Linked DNA regions of Sus scrofa: region 1 is linked to region 2. Evidence: chromatin contacts called from public Hi-C data. All regions are on one chromosome and are shown on one strand. Each heading gives the region's core, a stretch centred on a gene start, on an enhancer-like site or on the middle of the called end of the contact. The rest is flanking DNA. Distances are from core to core; before and after follow the strand shown.

Region 1 (4,389 bases), core at 1,397-3,896, 82 kb before region 2:
CCCAAGGAGGAGTGTGCTGGCACAGGGCCTGGAGCGTGCAGTGTCCACATCGACGGTTGCCTGCCAGGACTTCCCCTCCTGGCCTCCTGTGGGCCATAGTCATCAACTTGTCACTAAATATTTAATATTGCTGAACTCTTTATATGGCCCAGCTGATCCACATCTGCTGGCCTCTTTTACACCAGCTAACCACAAGCTGCTGGAAAAGCAGACTGAAAAGAGGTTCATGAGCTCTGGAAGTTGGGTGTAAATCCTGGCTCTCATTGTCCTTGCTTTGTGACTTCAAGAAATTACTTGGCCTTTCAGGGTCTCAGTTTCCTCATCCGCAAAATGGGGGCAGGAATCTCCCATGTTAGAGGGAAGCTTAAACAAGAAAAAACAAGGAAAAGCATCTGGCACGTGTTGAGTATTCAAACAATGTTAGTTCCTTCTTGGTTTTTTTTGTTGTTTTTGTTGTTTTTTGGTGTTTTTGCTTTCTTTAAACACCATCTTCCCCTTTTTCTTTTGCAGGACTCAAAGTTAGAGGGAATCTGCTCACTCATTGTCAATGAATATTTATTGTGCCTGCTCTATGCCAGACACTGGAACCACAGCATGGAGGGTAATGAGCACTACCCTCATGGTACTGCAGAGAGGGAATTAATAGAGCTGGGTTCAGTTCCCTGGATCTACCACTTACAAGCTATTGTTCCTTGGGCAAGCGCTGTCCCGAAAAAAGAAGCCCAGAGGTTATGGCCCAGGGTCTCAGGCTTCCAGGACCAGGCCAGTCAAGCCTTAGGCCCTTGAACCCACTGGTGGAGCTTGTTTGTTCCCTTAAGGTCATTATACAGATGAGGCAACTGAGGTCCAGAGAGCGGAAGGCCCTTGTCCAAGAGGGACAAAATCCAGGAACTGAAGGCAAGTCTCTCACAATAAAATCCACACATTTCTGAAGTTCCTCCCACACTCAAGGAGGCCCAGTAACAAGTATTTTTTATATGTACTCTTTTGTTGTCAGGGCTGCTCTGGCTGGGCTGATCAGGGTGGGTACCTACTTCCCCTCTTCATTGGGGACACATGGAAGATTGGCCAAAAGCTTGGTCAAAGAGGGCGAAACCAATCAGAGGCTAACCCTGGGGCAGGGCAGATGTTGAACAAACACATGTCAAGTAAAGTGAGATGTGAGAGAGTGTGGGCCCCTGTGGGACAGCAGGTGCTCTGCACCTAGGTGTGCTCCATTTAAACCTTCATTGCATCTCACAAGGGTAACCCTAGAAGGCAGCCCTGTTGGTATTCTTGTTAAAAGATAAACTGAGGCACAGTAAAAATGTCAAGACTTATTGATTTGAATCAGGTAGCACTGAACCGAATGTGTACGGGCAGAACCTAGGAGAGAGGTTTTTGCAGAGAAGATGTGGAAACGAGGAAATCATTTGATTGCCTGCCGCTTAAGTAACTGCCTTGTTTGGGAAAGTCTCATTGGCTATTTGGTTTTTTACTTTTCTTTTCTTTTTTTTTTTTTGCTTTTTAGGGCTGCACTTGCGGCATATGGAAGTTCTCAGGCTAGGGGTCAAATCTGAGCTACTGCTGCCAGCCAGACTATGCCACAGCCACAACAACGCAGGATCCGAGCCAAGTCTGCGACCTACACCACAGCTCACTGCAATGCCGGATCCTTGACCCGCCAAGCGAGGCCAGGGATCAAACCTGCGTCCTCTGGTTCCTAGTCAGATTTGTTCCACTGCACCATGACGGGGAACTCCCTCATTGGCTCTTTGGGATTGGTAAATTTCACTAGCTCAGATGAATCTGACCTAGGTTTAGGTTTGCTTGCATAGGCTACCAAAGGGTCAGAGCCTCCCCAGTCAAATGGCCGCCTTTCTCAATTACTTTAACATTCTCATTTTACAGATGAGGATGCTGAGGCATGGAGTGATGAAGTGACCTGTCCAAGACCACACATCTAGCATGGTCAAGGCTGCAACAGAGGCCACTACATTCAAAGGACATTACTCTGCATCCAGGAAAAAGAGAGAAGCGGACAAGGGATGAAGGAATGAAGGGAAAAAGAAATTAAGGCAAGAATGAGAAAATGAAAAGAACATGAATGAAAGAGTGAATATTTTATTATTTATTTTAATGGAATGATTGATACTTAATACATGTAACACATGCGAGCTATAAAACACACTAAGAGAATGAACACCCTTGAACCCACCACCATCCTAAGACAATAGAAAGTTACTAATAACTCATACCTATTTACATCGGCAGTTCTTTGAGCTGGCTGCACGTTGGATGCACCTGGGGAGCTTACACAACCACTGATACCCTCAGGGAGCTTGATGGGATTTCTCTGGAGTTTGGCTTGGACATCTGGATTGTTAAGAGCTCCCAGATGATTCTCATGTGGCTTATATATCCCCTTCTATATTCTTCTGATTTCCCCCAACCCTCATCCTTGTCTCCCCTATGTAGCCACCATTCTGAATTTGGTGTAGTGAACGGATTCTTTTCTTCTTTCCTTCCCAGTTTACAGGACCAGTGATGTTTGCGATTGAGCTCCCGCCCACCACGCGGGGGCGCCAGAGAGAAACACAACCTCTTTTTCTTTCCTTCAGAGCGGCCAGCAATCGCGCGGGAGGAAGTTTGGCCCTCGCCGCGCCCCGTCACTGGCCCGTTGCCCCGACAACGATAGGGGGAAAAGGCTGGTGGGTGCATCGCTTCCCCGGAGCGTCTTGCCGGCTGGGCTCGGCTTAGTTGGGGCGTACGGGAGCTCGGGCTGGGGCACTCTTCCGAATCTCCGGGGTGCAGAGAAACGTGAGTCTGGGGTTTGGGCTTGGCCGGGGTCCGGCGTTGGGGACGGGACCCGCAGAGCTCCGCTACAGTCAGGCCCGCGCTGGCGGGAAGCTCGCCCGCCTACCCGAGACGGCGATCGCTGGGCTTGCGGGGGTTCGACTTCCGGTCCTCACTTTGCTCCCTGCGCGCGATCTGGGTCCTACACTTGCCTGTGTAACCGCTTTTGTCATTCGTGGCCGTTGAGGCTGAGAGAGGGATTCGACTAGTTCAGGGAGCAGCCCATTTTGTTGGTGGCCGATCCAGGACTGGAATCCTACATTTCTTGATTCCTGGTGCAAAGTTTATCTGCAGGCGGATCACAGGACTAGGAAGAAAGTTTGTCAAGCCTGGCACAGTCTTAAGACAGATCATAAACTGGCAGCCTCAGGCTAAACTTGGCTCATAGAAGCAGATTATTTCCCTCCAGGTTTGGAGGGCTCTGAGTTTGCTTATTCAATAGACGCTCCTTAAGCACGAGCATAGCCAGACACTGTGTAGACCCTGGACATGGGGCAGCTTTTGGACCAGAGGAAGAGGTGTCCGGAGTCAGACTGGTTCTGCTGTCGGGTCTCCAGAGTGCTCCTTGATCTGCAAGTCGATTCCTCTCTGAGTTGTAGTTTCTCCATCTGTAAAATGAGGGGTCTCCCTTCTTGCTAATCCAGAGCACTTCCAGGTGTGACACCTGGATTGGGCTCCTCTTTGGGAGTTGCCAAAGGGATCCCAACAGGCAGCCTCTCGCTGTCTGCAAAGCCAGGGCCCTCCTCTCAGACTGACAGGAAATGGGATCCCCTAGCTTTTATAAAGTTTCTCTACTTCCTGGCCTTGTGATCTTGAGCAAGTTGTTTTACCTTTTTGAACTTAAGTTTTCTCACCTATCCAAATAATGGGGTGAGAGTAACATCAAAAAAGGCCATACATGTCATGAGCTTGGCACACAAACACATCTCTTAAGTTATCGTCTCTGTTACTTTAGGCAGTGCATAGAAGTCACCAGTGTGCTTGTCTAGCATTGCCAGGACTGGTCCTCTATGTCTGTGGTTCCCTTGATGACATCTAGCTCACAGCTGGGTGCAGTCCAGGCTTATTTAAATAGATGATTTGCAGCCCCAGTGGCAAGTCTTTATTTTTTTTAAATTGATATATAGTTGATTTACAATATTGTATTAGTTTTAGGTATACCGCACAATGATTCAGTTATATATTCTTTTTCAGATTCTTTTCTGTTATAGGTCATTATAAAACACTGAGTATAGCTTCCTGCACTATATACTAGGGCCTTGTTGTTTATCTCTTTTATACATAGTAGTATATATGCTAATCCTGAACTCCTAATTTATCCCCCCACCAAGTCATTTTTAAAGTGCTAATGACTGGGGGCCTACACAGGACTTTCAATTGGTCTGGATTAGGACCCAGCCTCTACCAGACCATCCCAATGTGCAGCCCAGGGGTGAGGCCCACTCATTAAAGGGGCAAGGGGTTGGCACAGGCTCATTTTCTTACCAATGCTGTTCTTCTCAGATGGCACTCCCCACACTGCCTTCCTCCTGGTGCAGCCGAAGGCTCCTGGAT
Region 2 (3,893 bases), core at 960-3,459:
TCACCTTAACGTCATGAATCAGAATCCCATGTTAACAACACAGTAAAATCCAAACTGAGTTTGTATGCAAGAGGCTGGGTGAACCCCTTCCAGTCTATCTGAACGGTTTATGCTATGGCTTCTTAACCTGGCTTCTAAGAAGACAACAAATGGGCTTCAGAAACGTCTATGATTCCACTGAAAAATCGTAACATAAATTCTCTGTGAAAGAGTAATTATGTGTGCATTTTCTGGCAAGAAGGCCTTAGCATTCATCAGAATCTCAAAGGGGTCCCTAACCCTAAAGGTAACTTTCATAGGGCTTTGCAGAAAAGACAGCACAAATTCCTGGCTGCTCAAGTTCAGAACATTTCAAGGTAGCCTAATTATATTCAAAACAGGAAGGAAGTGACTCAAGTCTCTGTAGATTAGGCATATGAGACAACAACTAAAATGAAACAATGGAAGAGAAAATGTTCTGAAATGCACAAAATGCTGCAGAGGTGCAAGATAGTGTTTAGTGTAGCAAGGGAGCTGCAGTTTTTCCTTTGCCTCATACCACCCACTGAGAAGCACAGAAAATGCATTTCAAGAGGAAGTTTGAATCTAGACTCATAAGAATCAAACATCACAGAAGGTTCAACCGAAAAGAGGCAAGAAAATAAGGAAGTGGAACAAATAACATTTTTAGAGAATACGATGGAGTTTGTATAACACATTAACTTGGTTTCTAAAACACCTCTTTTTAAACTCCTCCACCCGTCTCCCTATCTTCAAAGGAAACCGGTAACCCCACTTACATTATAGAGGCCATGAAATAACCACATAAGGTTTGAATTATCATAGTACTATTTAAAAATCAGTCTCCACTTCCATCTGACAAGACAAAGTTTGGAACAGTCGCAAAAACACTGGTGCGCAATGGTTTCATTAAGATTGTTTACTGGATGCTGTGGTGCCATTTTACCTTTTGAATTACTTCAAATTCAAAGCAGAAAAATACAAGCACTGAGAACAGTACAGAGACCTGTCAACTCAGTTCCAACTGCTAAGACGAAAACTACACATGGGAGGTTTAGTTTTGGCCTTTCAGTGCTGCCATATGCCTATATTGCCTAAATGCCCAAATGGGTCTACTTGTCAGTGATGTGGTGTGTGTTGGTTTTGTAAGCTGTAATTAATGCATGATTTAGAAATTCAACTATAGTTTTAAGGGACTGTAAAGGTTCTGTACACAATAGGGGAAAAAAATTTAAATGAGATGATGCTAAGAATATTCACTGAATCTTCCCTACCGCTAAGCACCATACTCCCCATTATCCCCATCGGAAAAATGAGGAAATGAAGACTCGGCCAAATGAAGTCACCAGCCCAAGGTCACCCAGAGGGAACATCTAGTTTGAACTCAGACGGTTCAGATCTCAGAACCTGAGCCAAGCATTGCCTCCCAAGTGCAGGTGGCGTTTGCAAGACCCCGACATCCTGGAGACTCTCTGCCGTGGAGCGGGAGTCGGGATGCCAGAAATGGCGAAATCGTCCATGGGGGTCCTCTGGCGAGTCTCAGTGGAGGGAAGGGGTGAGCGTCGCCCACTACCAGCAGGGCGCCTCCGGGGACGGGGGTCTTGGGTGACTGTGGGAAGGGGGTGGTGACACCTGCAGTCTCTGGGGGCCGCAGCCGGGAAGACGCTCGCATTTTACTTCTGTAATTGGCCTTCCTGTGGATTGCCCAAGCCCCTTCCTGTTAGGAAAGCGGCTCCGACCCCACCGCCTCCCCGGACGGCCTGGGACAGAGTGAACGAAAGGGAAAGGAGGGGCGGGAGGGCGGCGGCCCCCTGCCCGCCCGGCTCTGACAGGCCAGGGGCAGGTTCTGCCCCAAGACCGCCCCCCTTCCTCCTCGTCGTGACCCCAGGCATGGGATGCAGAGGTCGACTGCCGGGACCCGCCCGGCTCGAGGGGCGGCCCCGGGGCAGGGGTCCTGGCCAGGAGAGCTGAGGGGAGCGGGCCCGGCTGATGAGACTCACCTGGCCCGCTGCAGTCAGCGCACACTTCGCTGCTCCGGAGCCGCTTCGACATGGCTCCCGCCTCCCACCTGCCGGGAACCTGGGGCCCCGAGACAGCGAAGGCGGCGGCGGCGGCGGCGGCGGCGGAGGCGCTTCCGCTCTAACGGGTCCCAGCGGCGGCGCTGGCGGCAGCGCCTCTCCCTGAGCGCCTCGCAGCCGCGGCCCAGCACGCACGCGCGGGGAGGCACCCTTTGGCAATAGGCAGATCATGTGACCGGAAAGGGCACGCTGCCCTGTCGCCATATTGAGTGAGGGCAAGGATCTTCCGTCCTGCTTCCAAATTTTCTGTAATTTGTCTCCCTCTCCAGAAGAAATTCGCTTCTTCCCAGCACTGATTAATACCAAATCTAGTAACCAGAAGTCTGCAGCTGCAACCTGCCTGAGGTAATCAGTAGTCAAGTCATTTCGCATAACTTTGGCCAAGTTCATTTATATATTCTTTCCTTTATTCAGCAAATTACACACAGTGTTCCAAGCAGTGAAGAAAGAGTAGTGAGCCAAGAGGACAAAATTTCCTGTCTTTATGGAGCTAACATTCAATTGTGCTAGATCTACAATAAGTAAAATAAGGGTATATTATGTGTTTCCTTATGCTGCAGTTTTAATATAATCTGCTAGAGGAAGATAATGTGTATCTACCGCTAGCCTACAATTTTCTTTTGTATGGCTTGCACCTAAAAATGATTTTCATAGTTTTATTTTTTTGTTTTTGTTGTGTTTTGGCATGTGGAAGTTTCAGGGCCGGGATGGAACTGGAGCCATAGCAATAATCGAGCCACAGCAGTGACAACTGAGTCCTTAATTGCTCGGCCATCAACTCTTAATTTTTACTTGTTTTGTTGTTTTTTAGGCCATATGGAGGTTCCCAGGTTAGGGGTAAATTGGAGCTACAGCTGTCAGCCTACACCACAGCCATAGCAATGCGGGATCCCAGCTGCACCTGTGACCTACCCACTAGCCCACAGCAACACCAGATCCCGGACCCACTAAGCGAGGCCAGAGATCAGACCTGCATCCTCAGGTTTACTGGTTGGATTCCTTTCCACTGCACGACACAGGGAACTCCTAATTTTTACATTTTTGAAGGATTGTAAAGAGGAAGGAGAAGAGGGAAAGGATGAATATTTAACAAAACTCATATATGAAACGTATAGCTAAATATTTACTGTCTGGCTAAGAACAAATGGAATAATTCACAGAAGAGTGTGGTATGCTTGCCTCAGAGTGAACCCTCATTAATAGTAGCCTCTTGAAGTTCCCGTCGTGGCGCAATGGTTAACGAATCCGACTAGGAACCATGAGGTTGCAGGTTCAGTCCCTGCCCTTGCTCAGTGGGTTCACGATCCGGCGTTGCTGTGAGCTGTGGTGTAGGTTGCAGACTCGGCTCGGATCCCACGTTGCTGTGGCTCTGGCGTAGGCCGGTGGCGCAGCTCCAACTAGACCCCTAGCGTGGGAACCTCCATATGCTGCGGGAGCGGCCCAAGAAATAGCAAAAAGCAAAAAAAAAGTAGCCTCTGTTATTATTGGAATTTGATATTACTATTATTTCTTAATCACAATTTTGAGGATAACGATAGATAACCTAATATACAGGATGGTATGAGATAAACGCAATGAAGTGAGTTTAATCAGTGTGATAGAGAGCAGAGGTGTGACCCTAATGCTAATGAATATTTTGTGTATTATATGTAAACCCAACTATGATCTCCATTCAGCAAATGTTCGATGCCTATCATGGGCCAGGTATTTGTTTTGCTTTGTTTTTTTTAATTTATTTTTATTTATTTATTTTTGCCTTTTTGCCTTTTTCTAGGGCCCCACCCACAGCATATGGAGGTTCCCAAGCTAGGGGTC

The links. A called contact is a pair of places that touch in the nucleus more often than the background predicts.
Region 1: a contact with region 2 is called in a Hi-C map of liver, with 4 times the contacts expected there. The contact joins the promoter of TCHP here to the promoter of GIT2 in region 2. A contact is called at or near these places in 8 of 47 Hi-C or Micro-C datasets (heart right ventricle, liver, skeletal muscle and 1 more) and 2 of 2 datasets of contacts at active chromatin or transcription factors (alveolar macrophages and skeletal muscle).

Annotation. Positions count from the first base shown.
Region 1 is chr14:41,075,901-41,080,289 of Sscrofa11.1, reverse strand. TCHP (trichoplein keratin filament-binding protein) reads left to right here and starts at 2,646. Exons shown (of 13, transcript XM_003483443.4): 1 at 2,646-2,799; 2 at 4,339-4,389. The coding sequence starts at 4,339.
Region 2 is chr14:40,994,302-40,998,194 of Sscrofa11.1, reverse strand. GIT2 (ARF GTPase-activating protein GIT2) reads right to left here and starts at 2,209. Exons shown (of 18, transcript XM_003483442.4): 1 at 2,001-2,209. The coding sequence starts at 2,052. ANKRD13A (ankyrin repeat domain-containing protein 13A) reads left to right here and starts at 2,313. Exons shown (of 15, transcript XM_021074290.1): 1 at 2,313-2,423.